Linked DNA regions of Sus scrofa: region 2 is linked to region 1. A link is a contact called in public Hi-C data. All regions are on one chromosome and are shown on one strand. Each heading gives the region's core, a stretch centred on a gene start, on an enhancer-like site or on the middle of the called end of the contact. The rest is flanking DNA. Distances are from core to core; before and after follow the strand shown. Region 1 has its middle 64 kb from the start of LRRTM2. Region 2 holds the start of SIL1 (nucleotide exchange factor SIL1).

Region 1 (4,863 bases), core at 2,308-4,807:
TTATATCCACTTGATGTGTAAACGAAAACAAAACCGAAAAAACCTAGAAACCATTAAAATGTCCCTCATCTGGGGGCGGAGAGACCGGTGTGGCCCACGCCCCCCCCTGCGCCTCAGCCCAGGAACAGACTGCGGGTTCCCCCCGCAAACACATGCGTCTCGGGCATCCTGCTGATTCAAAGGCTCAAGTTCGCTTCTGTCTGTGATGTTCTGGAAAAGGCAAAGCTATAGGGAGAGAGTTTTGTCATGTCTTTGGGGTAACACGGGAACCTTGGGGCAGGGGTGTTGGAACTGTTGGGTATCTTGATGTGGTTGTGGTCACGCAACTCTGTGCCCGTGTTACAACTCAGAATCCCGCACCAAAAAGAGTGGATTTTACTCCACGTAAATTTACAACTAACTTTTTTGAAGGTAATAAATACTCCAAATTGTTCCTAATTACATTTGCCTGTGGTCTGTGCTCCTGAGATGACTTCCGTCTTTCGCATCTGGTGGTGGAAACGCCAACTGTGCCCCAAGGTCTGTTCCCAGCTCCACCTTCAGGACCCCACGCAGCGGGTGGGCCTGGAGAGTTGACGTGGGGGGTGTTGACACCGTGGGAATTGGGAAATGCTCCCAATCAAGGCTTAATGTATTGTTTTGTTGATTGTCTAGACTTAAGAACGTGATGAAGAAAATGTTAATGCCATTAAAGTATGGCAGCTATAGATAGCACAGAAAATCGAGGAAGTTGTCCTGCAGTATTTGACAGCTATTATCTGATTCAGCAAAATGTCACTCACTGACAAGCGAAATTCCCACATCTATGTCTGCTGTTTCACTTCTTTACTTCGTAAAGAAAATATCAGCCAACATTCATGTCAGAACCAGACCCATTGGTCAGGTGCAAGCATAGGCTGGCTCTGGATGCGAGATTTCAGCAAAAAATCAAAGAAAATCACAATAGCCAAGGCATGGAAACAACCTAAATGCCCATTGACAGATGAATGGATCAGGAAGATGTGGTGCATATATACAATGGAGTACTACTCAGCCATAAAAAAGAACAAAATAATGCCATTTGCAGCAACATGGATGGAACTAGAGACTTTCATACTGAGTGAAGTCAGAAAGAGAAAGTCAAATACCACATACTATCACTTATATGTGAGTCTAAAATATGGCACAAATGATCTACGTATAAAACAGAGAAGATCATGGACATGGAGGAGACTGCCAGGGACAGGGGGAGGGACTGGGATGGACTGGGAGTCTCGGGTTGGTAGATGAAGACTCTTGCATTTGGAGTGGACAGGCAATGAGATCCTATGGTCTAGCACAGGGAACTATATTTTATATTTCTTCGATTTTTTCCTTTTGTTTTTTATTTTTTTATCCAGGAAACTATATTTTAATCACTTGTGTTGGAACATGATGGAGGATAATGTGAGAAAAAGAATGTATATATATGTATGACTGGCTCACTTTGCTGTACAGCAGAAATGGTCAGAACATTGTAAATCAATCATAATAAAATTTAAAAAAATCAATGAAAACCTTCAGTGGAATTTAAGCTATGTGGAATTTAGAGTAAAGAATACTGCTTTTTTTTTTGTTTTTGTTTTCTTTTTTTTTCTTTTTTTCATTTTAGGGCCACCCCGGTGGCATATGGAGGTTCCCAGGCTAAGGGTCAAATCAGAGCTACAGCCACTGGCCTGCACCATAGCCACAGACAGGCCAGATCAGGGCTGTATCTACAAACTACACCATAGCTCATGGCAATGCGGGATCCTTAACCCACTGAGCGAGGCCAGGGATCGAACTGCATCCTCAGTGGTTCGTTACCACTGAGCCACAACGAGGACTCCTCTGCATATTTTGCTATTTACGAAATGTGCGCTACAATTACTCTACAGGAGTAAAATGTATAACAAAATAGATGTTTATATATGCAATACCCCCCCCCGGCCCCCCACCTCCAGCTGCTTGTTGCTCATTATCTGGCTCAGGAATCATCAGAGACGAGGCGGAGAAGAGGAGCAAGGCCAGAGGCCTGGACCAGCTCAACATGAGGAGGCAAGAGAAAGAGCTGGTACGAGAGTGTGCAGGTGGGACATGTGACAGGGAGGGCGGGAGTGGCCGCTGCAGCCTTGGCTACAAGGAGGACTGGATGAGTTTCAGGGGGCGGTGCAGACAGGGTCCAAACCCTCACCCGAGGAGCTTGGAATAAGGGGAGGGCGCATCTCTTTGTTAAACCCCAGGAGCTATGAACACGTTTTGTGTGCTGATGGGAATGATGCCGGGGGGGGGGGGGGGGGCAGAAGACAGGGCAGAATTGAGGGGGAGCCCTTGGGGGCAGGAGGAGGATCCCTGCCCCGACAGGTCCTGGGGGCCCGAGGGAGCGGAGGGGATGGTGGGGACCTGGGGCCTTTAAAGGGACTGGACCTCGAGGCTGGGAGGAGGGCCCGGTGGCTTGCGGGCCGAGGGGGCTCCACGCCGAGCCCGTCCCCTCGGCTGTAAAGCTGAGGGGCAGGAAGAGCGCCGCCGCCTCCCAGGTTGTGCAGGTGAGACGGAGAGACGCAGGGAAGCGCCTGCCGGGGCCCTGGCCTGCGGGAGGGGACGCTGAGCCTGAGCGAGGCTGCAGAGGGGAGGTGGGGCCTTCGGAAGGGGCTGCGGGAGGCGCTGCAGGGCCCTTCGCAGGGCACGGGGTGGGCAGCTGGGCTGTGCCCACCTTGAGGGTGGGTCGTGGCCAGAGCAGGTGTGAGGGGCAGCCAGGCCCGAGGCCACCGAGGAGGTGCCGCCAAGGGTCGTGGCTGCCCGGACTGAGAAGCAAAAAGCCTCAGGATGCTGACGGGAGACTCTTAGCGGAGGCCAAGGGGCCGGAGAAAATCCCCAAGGACAGGCGAGGCAGGTCTCCTTCTGGCTCAGCCCAGGCCGCCCCGCTTCAGATCCTGCTGCGGGCGGAGGAGCGCCTCGCGACGTCTGGGCAAGGCTTCTGGTGGCTCCTCGGTGTCCTGCTTTCCGCCTTCCGGTATCTGCTGGTAGACTGGTTTGAAGCCATGGATCATTCCCGGGGTTCAACAGCTATTTCTTCCGCCTGTGTCAGACCCGCTGCTGGGCGATAGGGTGACCCAAGACCAAGCTCTTTCCAGAGGAACGTGGGACAGTCCCGTGAGGGCCGCGCTGTGACACCACGCGCCGGGGCCCGGCAGCCTGAGCTGAGCCCGGGGTCAGTGTTTCCCCGGAGGTACCAGGGATGATTATAGGTAATACTTGAACCAACATTTACTAAAATTGTTATTTGAATATATAGTAGAAAAAATAGCAAACATGATTTCATAGGTGTTGTTGAAGAGGAGGCGAAGCTTTAAAAAAATGTTAGTATTTTTAAGTAACTAATGGTATGAAGGTTGGGCTGGCAACGTGATGACCAGAACGTATAAGTGATGGACTCTCAGGGCGAGCACAGGTCATCCCAGGAACTGCCACCAGGGGGCAGCGTGGGTGCAGAGGGCAGGGTCACAGAGGCAGGCGCTGGGGAGCCCCAGACAGGGCTGTAGACAAAGGCTCTGCTCTTGAGAAACGTTTTTGGAAGCTTCCTTTGCGTTGGGTGGAGAGTGGATGCTGGAGGCGGAGGGAGGAGGGCAGTCCAGGGGAGCAGCGGGGCTGGCCTCCGCTAAGAGAAGTGGATGGGCTGAGCGGGAGCTGGACCGGATGGGGACCTGGCACCGGGGTGCAGGACTGCAGGACATCAGCAGATGGGTGAAGCAGCTGGGGAGAGACGTGGATCCGAAGCCTGGAAGAGAGCTTTGGACTGTGAGAAACTGATAGCAGCAAAAGCCATGTGGATGTGCCAAGTGGCAGCACAGACCCTGAGTCACCAGGAGGGGCCAAGGAAAGGGAGGCCTGTAGCTATGGGCCTGGTCCCATGAGGGGCCCTGGGACAGCCAGGCACCGTGTCCTGGGCCTTGGAGAGCTTGCGATTTCAAGGACTCTCATCCCTGTGAAGCTTGCAACAGAAACAAATGGATGTGTAAATCGTTCAAAGCTATGAACCAGGGCATGTAAGTATTTATCAGAGGTGGTCTTTTGTTTTTTTTTGTCTTTTTAGGGCTGCACCCGCGGCATATGGAGGTTCCCAGGCTAGGGGTTGAATTGGAGCTGCAATTGCAGGCATATGCCACAGCCATAGCAACGCCAGAGCTGAGCCGCGTCGGCAACCCACACCACAGCTCACAGCAACGCCGGATCCTTAACCCACTGAGTGGGGCCAGGGATGGAACCCTTGTCCTCATGGATCCTAGTCGGGTCTGTTACCACTGAGCCACAGTGGGAACTCCCAATGTACTGTTTTTGTTCAATCCCTACTGCCTCAGTACTACTGTCACTTTCTCATCCAAGCTGTGTCTGGTACCTACACCATAGCAATGCCAGCTCCTTAACCCACTGAGCGAGGCCAGGGATGGAACCTGCGTTCTCACGGATTCACTACTGCTCAGCCACAACGGGAAATCCCAAGGTGGTCTTTCTGATGAGGGGCCTCTTGACAAGATCCCTGTCCTGAGACGTAACAGGGGTCCTGGGGAAAGTGGAACCCCAAGTGCAAAGGGTGAATGACAAAGAGCCGTGGGAAGAAAGGCCAGAGACAGCAAGATGCCATATTTACTTGGCTTTTACCAAGGGACAAGGAAGCCACTGGAAGGTCTGAGCGAATGACAGTGACTCGTGTTGTTTTCGGGGGTTTGTGGCTTCCGTGAGGAACAGGATGAGCACAGACGTCTGGCAGCAGGGAGGTTCCTGCAATGGTCCACGTACGAATGACCGTGGGAGCCGCCTCCTGCCAAGGGCGGTGTCCTCTGCCACCGCGGACCCTTGTCGGCCCCC
Region 2 (5,307 bases), core at 1,920-4,419, 250 kb before region 1:
GCAAGGCTAGATTATCATAGAAATCCCTGCCTAGCCAGGGCTCTGGGGGTGGGTGCTGTGGTTTCCTTGGATTGATGGTGGATGGGTTGAAGGTGCTTCCTCAGACACTTTCCCTTTGCAAGGGTTTGCTGCTTTAGGGAGTGGAAGAGGGAACTTGGAAGCTTTCCAGCAGAACCGCGAGGGAGAGAAGGCTTTTCGGCTGTTTCTTTATTTAAAAGGAAAATTTTTTTTTTTTTTGTCTTTTTGTCTTTTTTGTTGTTGTTGTTGCTGCTGTTTCTTGGGCTGCTCCCGCGGCATATGGAGGTTCCCAGGCTAGGGGTTGAATCGGAGCTGTAGCCACTGGCCTACGCCAGAGCCACAGCAACGTGGGATCCGAGCCACGTCTGCAACCTACACCACAGCTCACGGCAACGCCGGATCATTAACCCACTGAGCAAGGGCAGGGACCGAACCCGCAACCTCATGGTTCCTAGTCGGATTTGTTAACCACTGCGCCATGATGGGAACTCCTAAAAGGAAAATTTTTTTTTTTTTTTGGTCTTTTTGCGTTTTCTACGGCTGCTCTCTCGGCATATGGAGGTTCCCAGGCTAGGGGTCTAATCGGAGCCGTAGCTGCCGGCCTACGCCAGAGCCGCAGCAACTCGGGATCCGAACCGCGTTTGCAACCTACACTACAGCTCATGGCAATGCCGGATCCTTAACCCACTGAGCAAGGCCAGGGATCGAACCCGCAACCTCATGGTTCCTAGTCGGATTCATTAACCACTGCGCCACAACGGGAACTCCTTTAAAAGGAAATTTAAAACTTATTTCTGCTCAATTCCAAGAGTAATACAGGGAAACAAAGAGAAGAGACCACTGTGATCCCATCACTCAATCTGATCCCTGGATTTCAAACTCTCCACTTTCACAGTGATCCACTTTGTTTAAGGGCCGTGAGAACAGCGGCAGTCTGTTTAGGCCTCACCACACACACTGATTTTTAGCAGCTCAGTAGACTTGAGCTCAGGGCTGGCTCCCCTGGGAATGTAGGGTTCTCAGTAGCGCCTTTAAGTTTTCGAGGATCGAGGGGCACAAAATTTCTCTTCCCTACCCACTTGAGCTGATTAGATCTGTCCCAAGAAGGAAGTCAGGCTCCAGTGAGTGCTGCCAGCTGTGTCCAGTTGGACTCTTCTCTTGGCTCATGCATTTATTTATTAATTCTAAGATTTGAGCTTATTCTATTTTAAACATCTTATTTTTGTAGCACTTTATTAACATCTTAAAAAAAAATTTTTTTTTATGGCTGCGTGCATGGCACATGGAAGTTCCCAGGCCAGGGACTGAGTTTGAGGCGCAGTTGTGACCTAAGCTGCAGCTGCAGCAATGCCAGATCCTTTAACCCACTGCTCCAGGCGAGGAATCAAACCTATGCCTCCACAGTGACCTGGGCCGCTGCAGTTGCAGTTGGGTTGTTTTTTTTGGTTTGTTTGTTTTGCTTTTTAGGGCTGCACTCATGGCATTTGGAAGTTCCCAGGCAAGGGACTGAATCAGAGCTACAGCTGGTGGCCTACACCACATGGCAACACGGATCCTTAAACCACTGAGCAAGGCCGGATTAAACCTGCATCTTCATGGATCCTAGTCAGGTTCATTACCACTGAGCCATGATGGGAACTCCTGTATTTGGATTCTTAACCCACTGTACCACAGGAACTCCGATTAGTATCTTTATAATTTGTGTCACTCTGAATTGTAATTTACATGTTGCTTTTGCAACGTATCCCTGATGCAATAGATATCTGTTGCTTTATCATCTGTCCTCATGATGCTAGGCAGTGACCCAATCTAGAATTATTCCTCGGCCCAGCTACTGTCACTGGTCCACTGGGTGTTCCACGGGAAATGTGAACTGTTCCCTGTCCTTTCTCCCCAGTGGCAGAAGAATGTCTCTTGTAGGTCTTTTTAATAAACTGGCACTACCTACTGAACTGTTACCCAGGGGCTTGTTCTCCCTTCCCAGGCTACTAACCAAACTTCGTTCATGGTTGCAAAGCCAAGCTCCCACCTGCTTGAAGTAAACGCAATAAAAAAGGTAGATTAACTGCTGGAAGCTCACATAATACGTGGAAAGGGAAAGGAATACCAAACATAGGTTTTTTGTTTGCTCTTGTTTAAATTATCCTTTTTTCCACTTTTTTCTTTTCCTTTTTATGGCCTCACCTGCAGCATATGGAAGTTCCCAGGCTAGGGGTCAAACCCGAGCTGCAGCTGAGGCCTATGCCACAGTCATGGCAACATCAATCCCAGCGGTAGCTGAGGTCTATACTGCAGCTTGCAGCAATGCCAGATCCTTAACCACTGAGTAAGGCCAGGGATTGAACCTGCATCATCACAGACATGTCACTGTTGGGGTCCTTAATCCTCTGAGCCACAATGGGAACTCCCCCTTTTCTCCACTTCTGAAGGACCTGCAATCACTGGGTCTGGACTCTGACTGAGCACCCCATTTTTCCTGCCAGGTTAAGCGCCTAGGCAAGGGGAAGGTCTAACAGGATCAGAGAACAGGACTTTTGCAGGCACCCAAATCTGGCATAAATTCCCAGTTCTACCGCTTTTGGACTGTACAAACTTCACTTAAGTCCTTCAACTTATTGAATCTCAGCTTCCCCATCTATAAAAAGGGGATAACAGTTCTGATCTTAAAGCGTCATGAGAAGGAAATATAATGTATTTGCAACACCTGGCATGTATAAATAAGCTACTCAGTGCTTTGAGCTGAATTAGAGCTGCAGGTGACTTTTATTTTTAAAATAATTGGTCCTTGTCAATTCGCACAATACATAAGTATATAAAGTAGGTGACTTGCAGGTGGCCTATTCTGCATGAATTTTCTAAGGACTATTTATTGCTTGAGACTCAGCTTTATCCCAACTGAGTCATACCAGTTTGATCTATTTTTATTTCCTACCACCTCTGGTTTCTTTCTGATGATCTTTCCGCTAGAAAAAAGTTAAGCTGTTGGGAAATCAGAGATGAAACTTCAAAGTTCCACTCTGTTCTACCTTGGAAGCAAATCCAGGCCTGCGGGTACCTGTTTTAGATGTCTCTCACACCGGCGGAAGGATACTGGGCCGAATAAGTTTCAGGAGGTTTGCTCATGTAGACGCTAGGGGGCGGGACTTAACAAGCCGGAGAGGAGCCGGGCTCAGCACCTCGAGTGCCGGAAGAGGAGTGGGGCTGCCGCGGTTCTGGAAGAAGACAATTGGGCGAGGAAGCCAGTGACGTAATAGCCGGGCGCGCGCAAGTTCTGACCGTGGCCGCCGCGTCTGCGCACGGGGAGCTGGTTGCCGCTGCGGCCGCCTGGAATTGTGGGGTTTGTGTCTGCCCCTCGGCTGCCGGGCGGGGAGCCGCAGGTAGGGGCGGTGAGGGCCGCCCGGCCCTGGGCCGCGGCTGGGTGCCCAGCGCGCTGCCAGTGCTGTTCCGGGGCTCCCACCCCTCACACGTGGTGTCTCCCGAGCGGGAAGTACAAGTGGGCTCCGGCCTCCTCAGTAGTGGTGGCAGACCTGGCTTCTCAGCCCGAGGGCCGCTTTCCCTACCTCTCCCACTCAGAACGCCTGCAGTGATCCTGCTTCAAGGCCAGGAGAGGAAGCCGCGGGGGTCCGAACCTGACTGTGGGGTCCTCATCTCTTTTAGTTCCTTTCTTTGGGCCTCAGTTTCTGCATCTGTCCACCAGCTCCAGTGTTGCCATTCTGGTGTCTCTTTACCATATGGAATTGCGTCCTACCTCGCGTCGTATTTCCACTCTTGTCTTGAGTTTTCCTTTGCCTTGGTAGACGAAATACTTCCCTTTACCGTAGGGGTTACAGACTTTGGTGTGTTTCAAATCACCTAGGCGGTTGGGCCTATTCCTGGGTTTTACGCACAGGAGTTTTGTATAAACCGGGGTTGGCGCCTACACTCCGCCCCAGGGGGTTCCGATTCAGGTCCTCTTTCCTCGCCTTGAAATTATCTGCTTCAAAAGGCAAGCGAAAATCAGTTGAAATTTGTGCCCCAATTTAGGGGCTGTAGGTGGAAAAGACAAGGAGTCAGGAAATGCCCAACATGTGTGAGGTCATTGGGGCTTCCTTTGCACAATGGGAGCTAGAGGACTTTTGGCTGCCTTAAAAAATAATAAGTGTGACTCATGTAAGATTAGTTTTCTAATAAATATTTTAAAATACGTGGCCTCGATTTAAGTCCCTCTGGCTTTCTGGCCTAAAATAACTTCTCTGGAGGATTGAGGAGGTTGGATTAAACCTAGACTAGGTAGGCTTTAAAAGAAGGCGTCTTCCATGTTTTTTAGGAGAAGAAACTGATGTTTATAAAGACAGTGTTCGTTTTGACAATATGAAAGATGTGTTTTGTAGCTCGTGTCTTCTTAGCTGTCCCCACGCAAGTCTTTTCTGAGATTTTTTCAAATAGCCAGATTTGGAGATTGGATAGGATTTTGATGGGAGCCAGGGTGTGAGGACATCAAAATGGATGTTTGTGTAGCATGGATCAGGCCTTGGTCTGTGGTTTCAGCTGAGAACATGGCTCTTGGTTTTAAAAGTGTTGCCACATCAGATTTATTTTAACTTTTCCTTTGGGTGTTTAGAAGATTAATCTGCTAATTAATACATGTGTTGTTCTGATGAAATTGGCAACAGAAAAGAGCTATTGTGCCCATTTTACAGATACTGGGAATGGGGAATATGTTCGTAGTGATGTGGTCCCAGGAATGAGGTTGCCTTGTCCTCTGATTATTGCCTCCTTCCCCCTCCCAGCCGTCCTTGAACTCCAGCTATTACTTGCTTAAATGCAGAGGCCAATTTTGAGCCCCTGTGTTTTGCATTGGCAGGAGAAAAGGTTAATTAAGTGAAACTGAAAAGTAACCAAAAGGGTTCAAAATAAAACATGCCAGAACTTAATTCTCAGTGAGTGTTGGTCTCCTTTGGAATGGTGTGTGTAAGAGTAAATGGTGGGGGTTGAGGGGTGGAGAGTGGCATCACTTAAGTGATAGGGCCTTTGTCCTAAGCAGGCTTTTCGTTTTTTGGGTTTTTTTTTGTTACTGTTTTTGTCTTTTTAGGGCCGCACCTGCGTCAGGTGGAAGTTCCCAGGCTAGGGGCTGAGTCCGAACTGTGGCTGCCTGCCTATGCCACGGCCACAGCCCCGCCAGATCTGAGCTGCATCTTTGACCTATGCCATAGCTCATGGCAACACTGGTCCCTTAACCCACTGAGCGAGGCCAGGGATCGAACCTGCATCCTCCAGGAGACTGTGTTGAATTCTTAACTTGCTGAGCCA

Evidence for each region. A called contact is a pair of places that touch in the nucleus more often than the background predicts.
Region 2: a contact with region 1 is called in a Hi-C map of embryonic fibroblasts, with 1.8 times the contacts expected there. The contact joins the promoter of SIL1 here to the enhancer-like site in region 1. A contact is called at or near these places in 1 of 5 promoter capture datasets (fetal skeletal muscle), 2 of 47 Hi-C or Micro-C datasets (embryonic fibroblasts and retroperitoneal adipose tissue) and 1 of 2 datasets of contacts at active chromatin or transcription factors (skeletal muscle).

Annotation. Positions count from the first base shown.
Region 1 is chr2:140,871,110-140,875,972 of Sscrofa11.1, reverse strand. No RefSeq gene overlaps it. Among named protein-coding and RNA genes, the nearest start is that of LRRTM2, 64 kb to the right of the region's middle. Within about 2 kb of position 3,557, at least 12 of the 83 cell types and tissues checked have an H3K27ac peak or open chromatin away from gene starts, as enhancers often do. A contact at or near this core is called in embryonic fibroblasts, where this site is marked.
Region 2 is chr2:141,116,063-141,121,369 of Sscrofa11.1, reverse strand. SIL1 (nucleotide exchange factor SIL1) reads left to right here and starts at 3,169. Exons shown (of 10, transcript XM_021084842.1): 1 at 3,169-3,395.